Linked DNA regions of Gossypium hirsutum: region 1 is linked to region 2. Evidence: chromatin contacts called from public Hi-C data. All regions are on one chromosome and are shown on one strand. The core of a region is the stretch at or near the end of the contact, and the rest is flanking DNA. Distances in the headings are between cores, read along the strand shown.

Region 1 (6,210 bases), core at 1,970-4,469, 76 kb before region 2:
CCGAGGGAAACGCAAATTCGGAACTCCCACTCATATGGACCAAGAAGAAAACGAAAGGGGATGGGCATCGGGACAGATGTTTTCAACAAGCATTGATGCCGAGCTCCCGTTACCTCGTGTTTCTAACAAAACAAGAAGGCAAACATTACCTCGGAAACAGATAAGAAGCGGTCCCTCTCTGTATATTGTTGCACTTTTTCAAGAGGTTGGCCGGTGAAAGCCGCGTACATTTTGTCAATTTTCTGCAACAAACGTAGGGGAAAAAAGGCCAAATTAGAAAGCATACGATAGCAAAAGCTGTTATATGAATAGGATTTAGAAAGCACGACAGGGAAATCTATCATTCTTTATTCATTGCTAGCTTACTCGGAAAATTGCAAAATACAAGAAAGAGGAAATTACATAACGAGATTGAACGGCTTCATTTACTTGACGTCTGACATCTTCAACATGACCCTTCAAAACAATGCATGATGAACCGAGTTCGATTAGTACATGAGACAATATTTCATGTTTGTCACACAGAGTTGAAGAACTTAAATGTAAATTTCAAGGCGTCTCAAATTTTTACAAAAGTGAATGCATCTTCTACAGCAAAACATGCAAATAAATGTCAACAGGTGACAAGCAAAATCAAAGAGGAATCTGGATGTCAAATATGTCTAACTACAAGTGGTTGTCAAATTAGGATGCAATGCTGCACTTGTCAGTCAAATGTAATCAAAGAGGAATCTGGATGTCAAATATGTCTAACTATAAGTGGTTGTCAAATTAGGATGCAATGCTGCACTTGTCAGTCAAATGTCTCATTGACACAAGAGTACAAGAGAACTCCACAAGAGAAAACAGTCAGATATCCACACGATTTTCATTTTAAGTTGTATAAAGACATCGCAACTACATACTCGTCTAAACATATAAGGACAAGTATTTTTGCTAGTATACAGATTCCTATTTGAAGCTTATATTCATACCCTATTCAAAACCTCAATTGTATTTTTTAAAATATAAACTATAACAAGCACAATTCGATATTTCAATCCGTATCCAACTGGTGCCAGAAGATCCAGATGGGATTTCTCCGCATCCCATCAGTTTTCAAATGCTAACATGTGATTGAATCAAAATCATAGAACCTAAACAAAATTAAATGCTTAAAGTAGATTTTGTCCACAAACATTAAAAACTTCAGTCACAATAGTAACCGTGCCTCTCAAACAAGATAACCAAGATGTGTACTAGCTATTAAAATTTCTCATCACCCTTTAAAAACTCTTCTTTTCTATATCCAGCCACTAACATTGCAAACCAAGAAGTTAAATCATACCCCACATCCACTTTGCGGTTGGTGTATCATAATACGTGCATTTGGCATCGCATAACGCATTCCCTTCTCTCCACCAGCAAGAAGAAGTGCTCCCTGGCTTGCAGCTACTCCGAAACAAACTGTGCCAACCTTTGGCTTTATCTGAAATAATGACAAATTGATGCTTGCAAAATAAGAAGCTCGAATAAAGCACGCAGCATAGTATTCATCAAAATACGTACTATGATGCCATAACATGCAGTAATAAGGGCAGAAAAAATACAAAACAATGGACCCCAAAATGTTTAAAATCTTACCCAAGACATGCAATCGTAAATTGCCAAGACAGAATATGTACTTCCACCGGGGCAGTTCAAATACACCTGACAAAATATTGGTTAAAGTTATAAACTATACCAGGATCCGAAATTCTCGATTTAAAACCCTACATCCCAAAAGGAAAAACAAAGAATGCAGAGAGAAATAGTAAAAAATATGATCGCACCAGAATATCTGCATTCTCATCAATGGCTGCCAGGGTCACAAGCTGTGTTATAACTCTTTGAGCAACCTGTGAATTGACTGGTTGCCCGATGAATATGATACGATTCCTGAATAACACCGTTGAAAGGTCCAATGGTCCTCCTGGTGTCATTACTGCCGGCATTACAGGTGGGTTACCCTTTCTGGCTTCTATTGCACTATAGCTGTACATTAAAAGTATTATAATGTATATATATCAAATAAAACGGAATTTATGGTATGATTGTCTCGTTCGATAAGTAATGTATGATATCAGTTACGAGGTAGCAAAACCTAAACATTCAATCAAAGGATTTTCCTTCAACATTCAACCTTTCCATCCTAACAACGCAGTAAACATGACACATTCAAACTTAATAACTAAACCGTCAACAAATTTATCCTTTCAAAACCGATGAGTACAAGTCAACAACTAAAAGCTATTATGATGCTGTCTGGTACAATAAGTAATGTATGATATCAATTAGGAGGTAGCAAAACGAAACCTAAGTATTCGATCAAAGGATTTTCCTACAACATTCAACGTTTCCATCCTAGCAACAAGGTATATACGAACACATTCGAACTTCATAACTAAACTGTCAACGAATTTATCCTTTTAAAACCAATGAGTACGAGTCAAAAACTAAGGGTCGTGAGTGGTTAACAGGAGACAAACTTCATACACATCATATGTATATGCATTCATGACATAAGACATAAAGCAGTGATATGAAACTGAAGCAATAAGATAAGAGTAAACAAACCTTAAATCAGAGTCACCGAAACCCTTCTTGTCGATCTTCAAAGGTAGCCCAGAAACTTTACTAGATAACCCTGAATCCACAATTCATTCAATTTATATGTTCATAACCATACATCACATGTAATTAAAAAAATGAATATAATTAACACAAAATTACATTTATAGCTCGTCAAAACCATTGGCAAGGTTTTAATCGAATCAATGGCGTGAAACTCAAATTAAAAAGTAGCTAAAAAAGGCCAACTAATTGAAATTTCAAGAATCCGAAAGTTACCCATTGTAGAGGAGTCGCCATATGGGGTTGGCAATGCGGAGATTATCAACCTAGTCGAGCTTCTGAAAAATTAAAAGATTTCAAAAGGAAAAAAGAAAGAACAATGAGAGCAAACAACATAAAAACATGTATGTACCTCGAAGAAGGGGACGAAATGGAAGTGGGTCTGGTTCGAGAATAGAGTGATAGACTCAAAGAAGATGAAACAGCTGAAGCTACCATTATATAAAAAATTGTATGAACCCAAAGTAGAAAATTTGAGAGCTTTAGAGAAGATTGAGAGAGGAGTTTTTAGGAGGGGATATAGCCAAGGCAAACGAGAATTGCAGGTGACCTTTGTTTTTGGGTTACGTCTAGATCTATGCAGTCCTTCCTTTTATTATTGGGTTGGGCTTGTTATCTTTTGGTTAAAATATGCTGTTAGCCCCTGTACTTTGATAAAATTTTAGATTTAACCTCTATATTAAAAAAGTTAAAAATTAAGTTCTTTTACTCTTTTTTTATTTATTTTAAAAATCTTGGTCAAATGGTTAAAATTGTAAGTATTTTCCATCAAAATTTGTCAATTTAACATATCTGTTAGGTTGCCTTCATGTGACAATGATCGGACTATGAATTTTAAGTTGAATAGTATATTTTCACTTTTTTTTTATATATGAATTTTTTGTTGAACAATCTCTTTATACGTTTTGATCATGCTTGCTCTTTTTTATATAATATTTAGAACTACACATAGCACATCTCCAACCTATAAATAGGAGGATAATATGTTTCAGCGCACTCGAACTCACATTCTTCTACATTAACAATAATACCCATACCAATTGAGCTAAGACTCAATCGACTTTATATATGTATTTTTAAGTGTTATATTAGTTATCCACAATCACTTATTTGGTCATGGAAAACAATCTTGCAAATTCTATTATAAAATTGTTTCAATGAGATATTGAAACTATATAGTTTTTCAGATTTATTTTGATTTTGTTCTACTTTTAATTTAAAAAACAAATATTGCAAGACTTTGTCTATTAATTTTTACTTCGATTAGTATCGATATTATTATCAATACAAGAGTACGTAATTTTTAGTGCGTTGAAATGCATAATACTTCTATTTATAAGCTTTAGAAAAGACAAACGTGATATTTCATAAAGTAATAGCTTAACTTATTCAACATTTTTTCTAGCAAATACTGAACTATTTTAGCATTGATATTATTACAACTATTTTAATACCTAATGTATAAAAAATATTGGATTAATATAATCTTTTGTCCTTAGACCTAGCAACTAGGTCCAATTTGATACTTATAATTTTTTTTCACTTTTATATCTGAACTTAATTTGATCCCTAAACTTGAATTATGTTAATATTTGGTGATGTGGCACTTTAAAACTGAGCCACATCATCAAATTTTTATAATTTTCAAGTTCAGGGACCAAAACAGACCTAATTATCAAATTCAAGTACTAAAATGGACCCAAAAAACTATAAGTACCAAAGTGGATCAAGTTGCCAAATTCAAGGGTCAAAGTTTACATTAATTCAAAATTATTTGGTCCATTGCTAGTGTAGTAACGGTAAATATTAAAAAATTAATAATGAATTAAAATAGAAAATTGTCAATCATTTAATTTTGTTCATGGAGTTTAAAAAACTCTACTAACAATGAATAATAATGTATTAAATAAGTTTTTTTAACTAGAAAGAAGCTATTTTTTTTTGTATTTTCATATTTGTTTTACGATTCATATTTGATGTTCGAAACTCCCAACAATGTTTCTTCCAAGAATTTAACCTAAGATTAATTTTTTAATGTCATTTATCCATGAGATAGGTTAAATTACGAATTTATTTAAAGAACCAGTGTTGAGAGGAAAAAAGATCTCACATTTTTTTCAAAGTATAAAATTGTAAATATAAAATTTTTCTTTAGGTACATTTGGATGGCCAAAAATTATATTATGGCTAGTAATATTATGTACATTTTTACAATTACATTACATTATTTGAATTTTTTAACATTTCAGTCATCACGTAATTTTACATTCCCTAATAGTGTTAAAATGCTCTGATATAAGGTATAATCTCATTACAATTCATTTTTTAGAATATCTTAAATTACGAGTATAATTCTATATTTTAAATAAATTTGTTCATTATTTTTTATTATTTTAATCAATTTAGTTTTTTTGTTCTAAAAAAATTTAAATTTATTTAAAAAACAATTTTTTTATTTACTGTGAAACAGTAGATGTGATACTTTAAAATTATAATTATTATATTTATTCTAATAATTTATTTTTTAGTATATTAATGTGGTTATAATTATAAGCAATAATTGTAACAACTCGATTTTTATCAATGTTGAAAAAAACTTAGTTTCGAAGTCAAATTTATTAAATCGAATCATCCAAAAATTTTTTTATCGAGTAGTTACAAATTGTGAAATTAGAAAAATAGAAATTTTAGTAATTAAATTAGAAATAAAAATATTTAGTAATTGATTAAATGTAATTAATGTAGTAATTAAATTGATTAAGTTATTATATAAATAGTGCTAGAACTAAATTATGTAGTGATTAAAAACTAATTGGAGTTAATTTGAATTTGAGCAAATTCTTGAGTGGTAATTGTACCAAGGGCTTATATGCAAATAAACCATGTTTATGTCATAAATAGTGGTTTAAGGAAACAGAAGAAAACCAAAGAAAAAGAAAGCAAGAAAAACGTGAAAAAAAAATCAATAATTTGGGTAAGAAAAATATTGTTGGGCTTGTTGCTGAGATGCCCATAAAGTCATAGTCAATGAGTCAATAAGTGCCACATGGCACCACCATGTCAAGTCATTACTTTTAACGGTATTAGGGTAATGTACCCAAAGGTTGGACCCAACAAAAATATAAGAGACAAATTGAGAGTATATGTATAGTAAAATTTATTAAAGTGGAGGGGTAAAACTTGCCATTATTCCTAATTATAATTATGATTAATGATGCAAAATTTTCATCAATTATTATAATTGTAAAGAATGGACAGTATGAAACTGTAATTTTACAATATCCTTATCTCTTTCAAATAGAAGAGTGACAAATCATATTTTTTTCTCTTGAAAAAATTCAAATCCAACTAAAAATGCTAAAAGTCAGAATTCAAAATCTGATTTGTAATTTTCTTATTGAAAAGGAATAGGGATGACGTGAAATCGCAATTTCATACAATCCTTTTTCATTATTATTTTAGTTGGTTGAAATAATAGTATTTCTATATCTTAAAATTAGAGATGAAGTTAGAAAATTTGTTTAGGACGAAATTAAATTATATATTTTTATGTTAGTA
Region 2 (6,344 bases), core at 1,430-3,929:
TCTTTGATTTCCACGTTCACGTCCTCTTTGTGATCCTCTAAAATTTTGACTTTGGTTGGCTTCTTTCCATCCATTCTCCGTGCTTGCATCTTCACCTCTTTCACGAGCATTTGAGCCTCTTCCTCTAAAATTTCTTCCTCTTCCACGACCACGATTTCTCCCTCTTTGATTTTTAAAATCTCCCTTATTCTCATTTAGAGACAACTTTGACTGGAGTGCTTGATCTAGATCTACTTCCTTTTTCTTCTTGTTTAATCTTTCTTCATGAGCTTGCAACGAACCTGTGAGTTCATCAATAGTCATGGTACTCAAGTCCTTTGATTCTTCAATGGCAACCACAATGTAGTCAAATCTGGAATCTAAAGAACGGAGGATTTTCTCAACACCACGAATATCATCCATAGTTTCACCATTTCTTTTTAATTGATTGACTATGGACAAAACCCGTGAACAGTAATCAGAAACTGATTCTGACTCTGTTTTTTGCAATCTTTCAAACTCTCCTCGAAGAGTTTGCAACCGAACTCTTTTCACCTTTTCATCTCCTTTGAATGAATTTTGTAAAAATTCCCATGCTTGTTTTGCCGTGGTGGCACAAGCTATTTTTTCCCAAGCCGCTTCATATGATTGAACTCCTTGATATATCCAAAATAAGGCTTGCTGATTTTTCTTTCTTGATTTTTTTAGACTCTCTTTTTGAACTTGTGTTAATCCTTCCTCCTCTTCAGCCTCAACTTCATTATAACCTTTTTCAACAATCTCCCAAACTTCTAGAGATCCAAGAAGAGCCTTCATTTGGATACTCCATTTGCCATAATTTTCTTTGGTTAATTGGGGAACGGAAGAAAGAGGAATAGAATTGTTCATTTCGATCGAACAAGGCTCTGATACCAATTTGTAGTTGAATGATTAATATTTGGAGAAATAAAACAAAGAAAATGATAAAGAATATAATGGAGAAGAGAAATAAATTTTGTATGAAAAAATTCTTTCAAATAATCTTTTATTTCAAGCACACAAAGTTAATAATTCTTCATCACATACAACTCTTTATATAGGAGTTGTAAGTGACTATTCATCTATATCACTATATGCTAGGAGTTGTGACTATTCATGCATGTGTGTATCTTTTCATATTCAAGCCTCTTAACTTTTCATCTTCAAGTCTCTTCACTATTCATATTCAAGTTTTTTCACTTTTCATATTCAAGTCTCTTCACTCTTCTAACTTTTCATAATTTATTTGTGCAAGGTTAATTTAATTATGTGCCAACATGGCATCAGCTCTTTTCTATCTACATGAAGAAGGTGACCATTGCGTACTACACAGGGATATCAAAGCCAGCAACGTTATGTTGGATTCTAGTTTCAATGCTAAAATAGGGGATTTTGGGCTGGCTCGACTAGTCGATCATGCGAAGGGGTCACAAACGACCCATTTAGCCGGCACTATGGGCTATATTGCACCTGAATGTGTTTCATCAGGAAAGGCTAGTAAAGAATCCGATATCTATAGTTTTGGAGTTGTTGCATTGGAGATTGCATGTGGTAGAATGTCAATAGAGCCTATGTATGAAGAATCTCAGGCTTCGTTGGTAGCTTGGGTGTGTAAGTTGTACGGAAATCAACAGATACTTGGTACAGTTGACCCGAAACTAGGCATGGACTTCGATGCTATACAAATGGAATGCTTGTTGATGGTTGGGCTGTGGTGCGTCCATCCGGACCAAAATTTGAGACCGTCGATAAGGCAGGTAATTCAGGTACTTAATTTTGAGGCACCATTGCCAAAACTTCCAAGTAGGAGGCCTTCTCCCACATATGATGTGCCAACTACTTCTGGAATTCAAGTAAGTGAGCCATGTTTTTCTACGGTGTCTATTACAATCCCGCGTTAGATCAATACTTGTAGAGAAATTGAAAAGTTTTGTATTGACTTTGATTCATATGTTAAAAACCATTTGATATGACATTGAAATCTATAATTGTTGAAGTTACACTTGTTTAAGTGTTGAAATATTAGAACTCTAACATTTGACTTATTGATTATGAGGCTCATTCCATAACCTATATTGTGAATTCGAGTAACAGAAATCACTTTTTTATGATGTGAGCAATTTACCCTTATCAAGGGTGTGTGAGTTGTACCAAAAAAAATATTAAAAAAAGTGTTGAAATATTGAGTTGTCAACTCCCACATATGATGATGTGCCAATAATTAGAATTCAAGCAAGTGAGCCATGTTTTTCTACTGTGTTTGTTACAATCCAACGTTAGATCAATAATTGTTGTAGAAAAATTGGAAAAATTAGTGTTGAATTTGATTGTATGTTAAAAACCATATCATATCTAATTGCGATCTATAATTGTTTAATTTATACTTGTTTAAGTATTGAAATATTGGAACTCCAAACATTCTGCTTATAGGTCATGAGGTTCACAGTAAATTTGAATAATAGAGATCGCCTATTTATGATATGAGTGATTGGAGTATGTGAATTGTGTAAAAAATATTATTAAAAAAATGTTGAAATATAATATTTTTTTATCCAAACATTATCCAAGACAATAAGACCCCTATTTTTTCAGAAATACAAGTTTCGTAGAGTAGAGGGACCATAATCACATGTAAAAAGAATCTTTTGCTTTTAACGTAGCCCACATATGTATTTCTACAATTCTTCTTAGCCCCATGAAAACGCCAGCCCCGATGCCTGCGGTGTCATTAAGTCGTAGTCTATGAGATATAAGAATATATTAATAAATTGTTTTTATATTTAAATGACTTGATATTTATGAAAATAATAATTGAAATTTATGGTAAATGATAATAGAGAATTAACAAAATAATATAAAATAAAATTTAAAAGTATTGCGAATGAGATTGGTAGGTTGCATCCTTTGTACTGTCTGGTTTCGGTCATCCATGAGCTCCTTCAACGTGAATGGAGTTGTGAGATTTCCTACATTCCTCGCCAGCGAAATAGTGTGGCAGATTGCATGGCTAAACAGAGTTTGCATATTACCGATGGATTGTTGTTATTTGATCAAATGTCGTTTAAGTGTTTCCCACCTTGTGCGAGCTGATACGGAGGGTGCTGCCTTCCCACGTTTGATTCACATTTCTTAAGGTATTGCAAACCATTGGCTGTTTGTGAATAGTTGCAGTTGGACTAGTTTTCTGATGAATGGTGATGAGTTGATTGAAACATAACCAAACTTTTTTTTTCATTTTTGAATCATTTTCGTATATTCTGTCGTCATAAAACCAAAATGGAGTCGACCAAGTTTTCACTAACCTTCTGTTTGATAGGCTTAGCTTTGTTCCCTCGTATGTATGTGCAATCTGCACCGATGGCTTATAAATCAACTAACGCTTCAATTACCGTAGTTGCTGATGGCTCAAATCCCGTTGGTTCTTGTCTCCCTCCTCCTCCTGTCGCTGCTACCGTTGTTGCTCCTCCCCCTCATGCTTCAAGAGACACCAATTCTGTGGCGGCGTTGATTACTATCTCAGTTTTCGTGGTGTTGATTGTTATCTCACTTTGCATTTGCTGTTTTTGCTGCCGCAGATTATGGAGAAAAAGACAGAAGGCCATCAAATTAGATAATGATGATGATGACAAGCTCTTTGGTGGTGACTTCCAAAATGGAATGGGACCAAATAAGTTTCCCTTTATGGAAATAGATAAAATGACCAGTAATTTCAAGGGTGAAAAGCTTGGAGGAGGAGGGTTTGGTGCAGTTTACAGAGGGTACGTAAGGGACTTGGATACCCTTGTTGCTGTTCAGCAGATTGCAAAGGCCTCTAAGCAAGGAATCAAGGAATATACATCCGAAGTGAAGATCATTAGCCGATTGAGGCACAAGAATCTGGTTAAGCTTATTGGTTGGTGCCATAAAAAAGGGGAACTTGTACTCGTTTATGAGTTCATGGCTAATGGCGGCTTAGATTCCCATCTTTTCAAAGGAAAAACCTTATTGACCTTAGTGACCATTGCTTACTACATAGGGATATCAAAGCTAGCAACGTTATGTTGGATTCTAATTTCAATGCTAAACTCGGGATTTCGGGCTAGCTAGACTAGTCGATCACGCGAAAGGGTCACAAACAACCCATTTAGCTGGGACTTTAGGCTATATGGCTCCTTAATATATTTCTTCAAGAAAAACTAGCAAGGAATCTGATGTCTATAGTTTTGGAGTTGTTGCATTGGAGGTTGCATACGGCCGAAGATCAATAGAACCCATATATGAAGAATCCCAAGCTTCATTGATAGTCTGGGTGAGGGACTTGTACGAAAACCGATAATTGCTTGGTGCGGCTGACCCGAGACTATGCATGGACTCCAATGCTATGCAGGTGGAATGGTTGTTGATGATTGGGCTGTGGTGCGTCCATCCGGACCGGAGTTTAAGACCGTCGATAAGGCAAGTAATTCAGGTTCTTAATTTTGAGGCACTATTGCCAGAGCTTCCACGTACGAGGTCTACTCCCATATATGATATGTCAACTGCTTCTAGAATTCAAGCAAGCGAGTCATACTTTTCTACTGTGTCAATTACATTCCCACGTTAGATAAATGCTTGAAGAAGTATCGAAAAAATTAATATTGAATGTATACTTATTGAAGTATTAAAATATTGGAATCTAGTGTTTGGCTTATTAGTTATGGGTTTCACTCCACAGCTCATGTTGTGAGTTCAAATCACAAGAATTATTTATATGTAGCGTGTGTGAAATAGATATTTATCCCTTTCAAAAATATTAAGTTATACTATAATGGGAATATTAAAATCTTTATTATTATTTAAACTCTTAATTAAGTTGGTGTCACTCTCAACTTAGTTATCAATTCGATTAGAAAGTTACAGGAATGTCCTTCCATAATTAAAATAAGTAATATTATACGAAGATATTTTAGCTTTTGCATTTAAGAAAAACCAATATAAAATCATATATGTGGTAAATTTGAACCTATAACAATTGCATTAGTAATATCCTTAATTTACCATTTAGCTAAAGCTTCATTTTGATATTTTTACATATTAGTTTTATTATGCACACTTTATTATCTCCATCGATTGAATATCTTTTATACTATTTATTAAGTGTTTTACTGAGCTGGTATCATCCTCAATTGGGTCACCAACTTAGATAGGGTAATTATAAAAATACCCTTCTGTAATTAAAATAAGTTACATTATTTGAGGGTATTTTAATCTTTTCATTTTAACAAAATTAATAAAAATATACATATTGTTGGACTTGATCCTACGCCAATTGGATTAGTAAAATTTTAAATTTGTCACTAAATTAAAGCTTTATTTTAATGTAACTTATACATTTTTATTTTAAGATGCACAATTTATTATTATCTCCATCAAATGTATATATTAATAATTGATGTTAATTGAATTTGTGTCAAAAGTCAACTCAACACAAACTCACAATTGATGACAAAACTATGATGAATAATTGTGATCCATTTAGTATTGTTTATCTGATATATTTATATGTTAAAATTTCATTTTATTCATAATTTTTTTATTTTAATATTATGTGTATTTCATGTGCTATTATGATTAATTAGTTTCAAACAACACGTTTCATTGTTTATTGTATGCTATTTTTAATCACAAACATCTGTGTTCTAAATATGTGGGTTCCACACATACATGTGTGTGATGGGATTTCTAGTATTAATAATGTATTTGATTGAGTTGGTGTTATAAGTTAACTCGACACCAACTTAAAATTGATGACAATACCTTGATGAACAATTTAATATATATTTTTATTTTAATAATGTACATATTTCATGTATTATTATCAATTAATTTCAAACCATATGTTTCATTATTTGTTGTATGTTGTGTTTTAAAATTATGGTTTCCACACGCATACATGTGTGATAGGATTTCTAGTATATATTAAGTTGTTTGTGGTTAGAAATTTAATAAAAGAAAATTTATATAATAGTAGTAAAAGTTATATATAAATAAAAAACAAAAAATAATTATATTTTTAAAAAATTAATAATATGAGCATGCCTAAACGGGCTTAGGTTAGTCATTTATAAATATTAACGAGTTTAAGTAAAAATGATGCTGATATTTTGGATCAGATTGAACTTGGTCAAATATATATGAGACCTAACCAAAATCAGGTTAACCCAAATCATGAACACCTCTATTAAGTAGATAGAGAAAGAAAATGGTTTAGTATAAGAGTTTTTGAGTTTAGGGTTTAAATTTATTATTTTATTTAGGGATAAATTTGAAAACTATACATAAACTTTAGTTGTGGTAGTTTTTGAGTAAAGCCTAAACTAGGGATAACT

The links. A called contact is a pair of places that touch in the nucleus more often than the background predicts.
Region 1: a Hi-C map of leaf shows a contact between it and region 2, with 2.5 times the contacts expected there. The contact joins the promoter of LOC107945171 here to the enhancer-like site in region 2. A contact is called at or near these places in 4 of 34 Hi-C or Micro-C datasets (cotyledon and leaf).

What each region holds. Positions count from the first base shown.
Region 1 is chrA04:85,344,879-85,351,088 of Gossypium_hirsutum_v2.1, reverse strand. LOC107945171 (ATP-dependent Clp protease proteolytic subunit 6, chloroplastic) reads right to left here and starts at 3,219. Exons shown (of 9, transcript XM_041111613.1): 1 at 3,005-3,219; 2 at 2,869-2,918; 3 at 2,596-2,665; 4 at 1,812-2,013; 5 at 1,624-1,689; 6 at 1,328-1,468; 7 at 403-456; 8 at 150-242. The coding sequence starts at 3,090.
Region 2 is chrA04:85,268,511-85,274,854 of Gossypium_hirsutum_v2.1, reverse strand. LOC107940800 (L-type lectin-domain containing receptor kinase IX.2) reads left to right here. Exons shown (of 3, transcript XM_016874258.2): 3 at 1,285-1,899. The coding sequence ends at 1,898. It also overlaps the pseudogene LOC121228111. Among protein-coding and RNA genes, the nearest start is that of LOC107940800, 9.3 kb to the left of the region's middle. Within about 2 kb of position 2,679, at least 1 of the 9 cell types and tissues checked has an H3K27ac peak or open chromatin away from gene starts, as enhancers often do. A contact at or near this core is called in leaf, where this site is marked.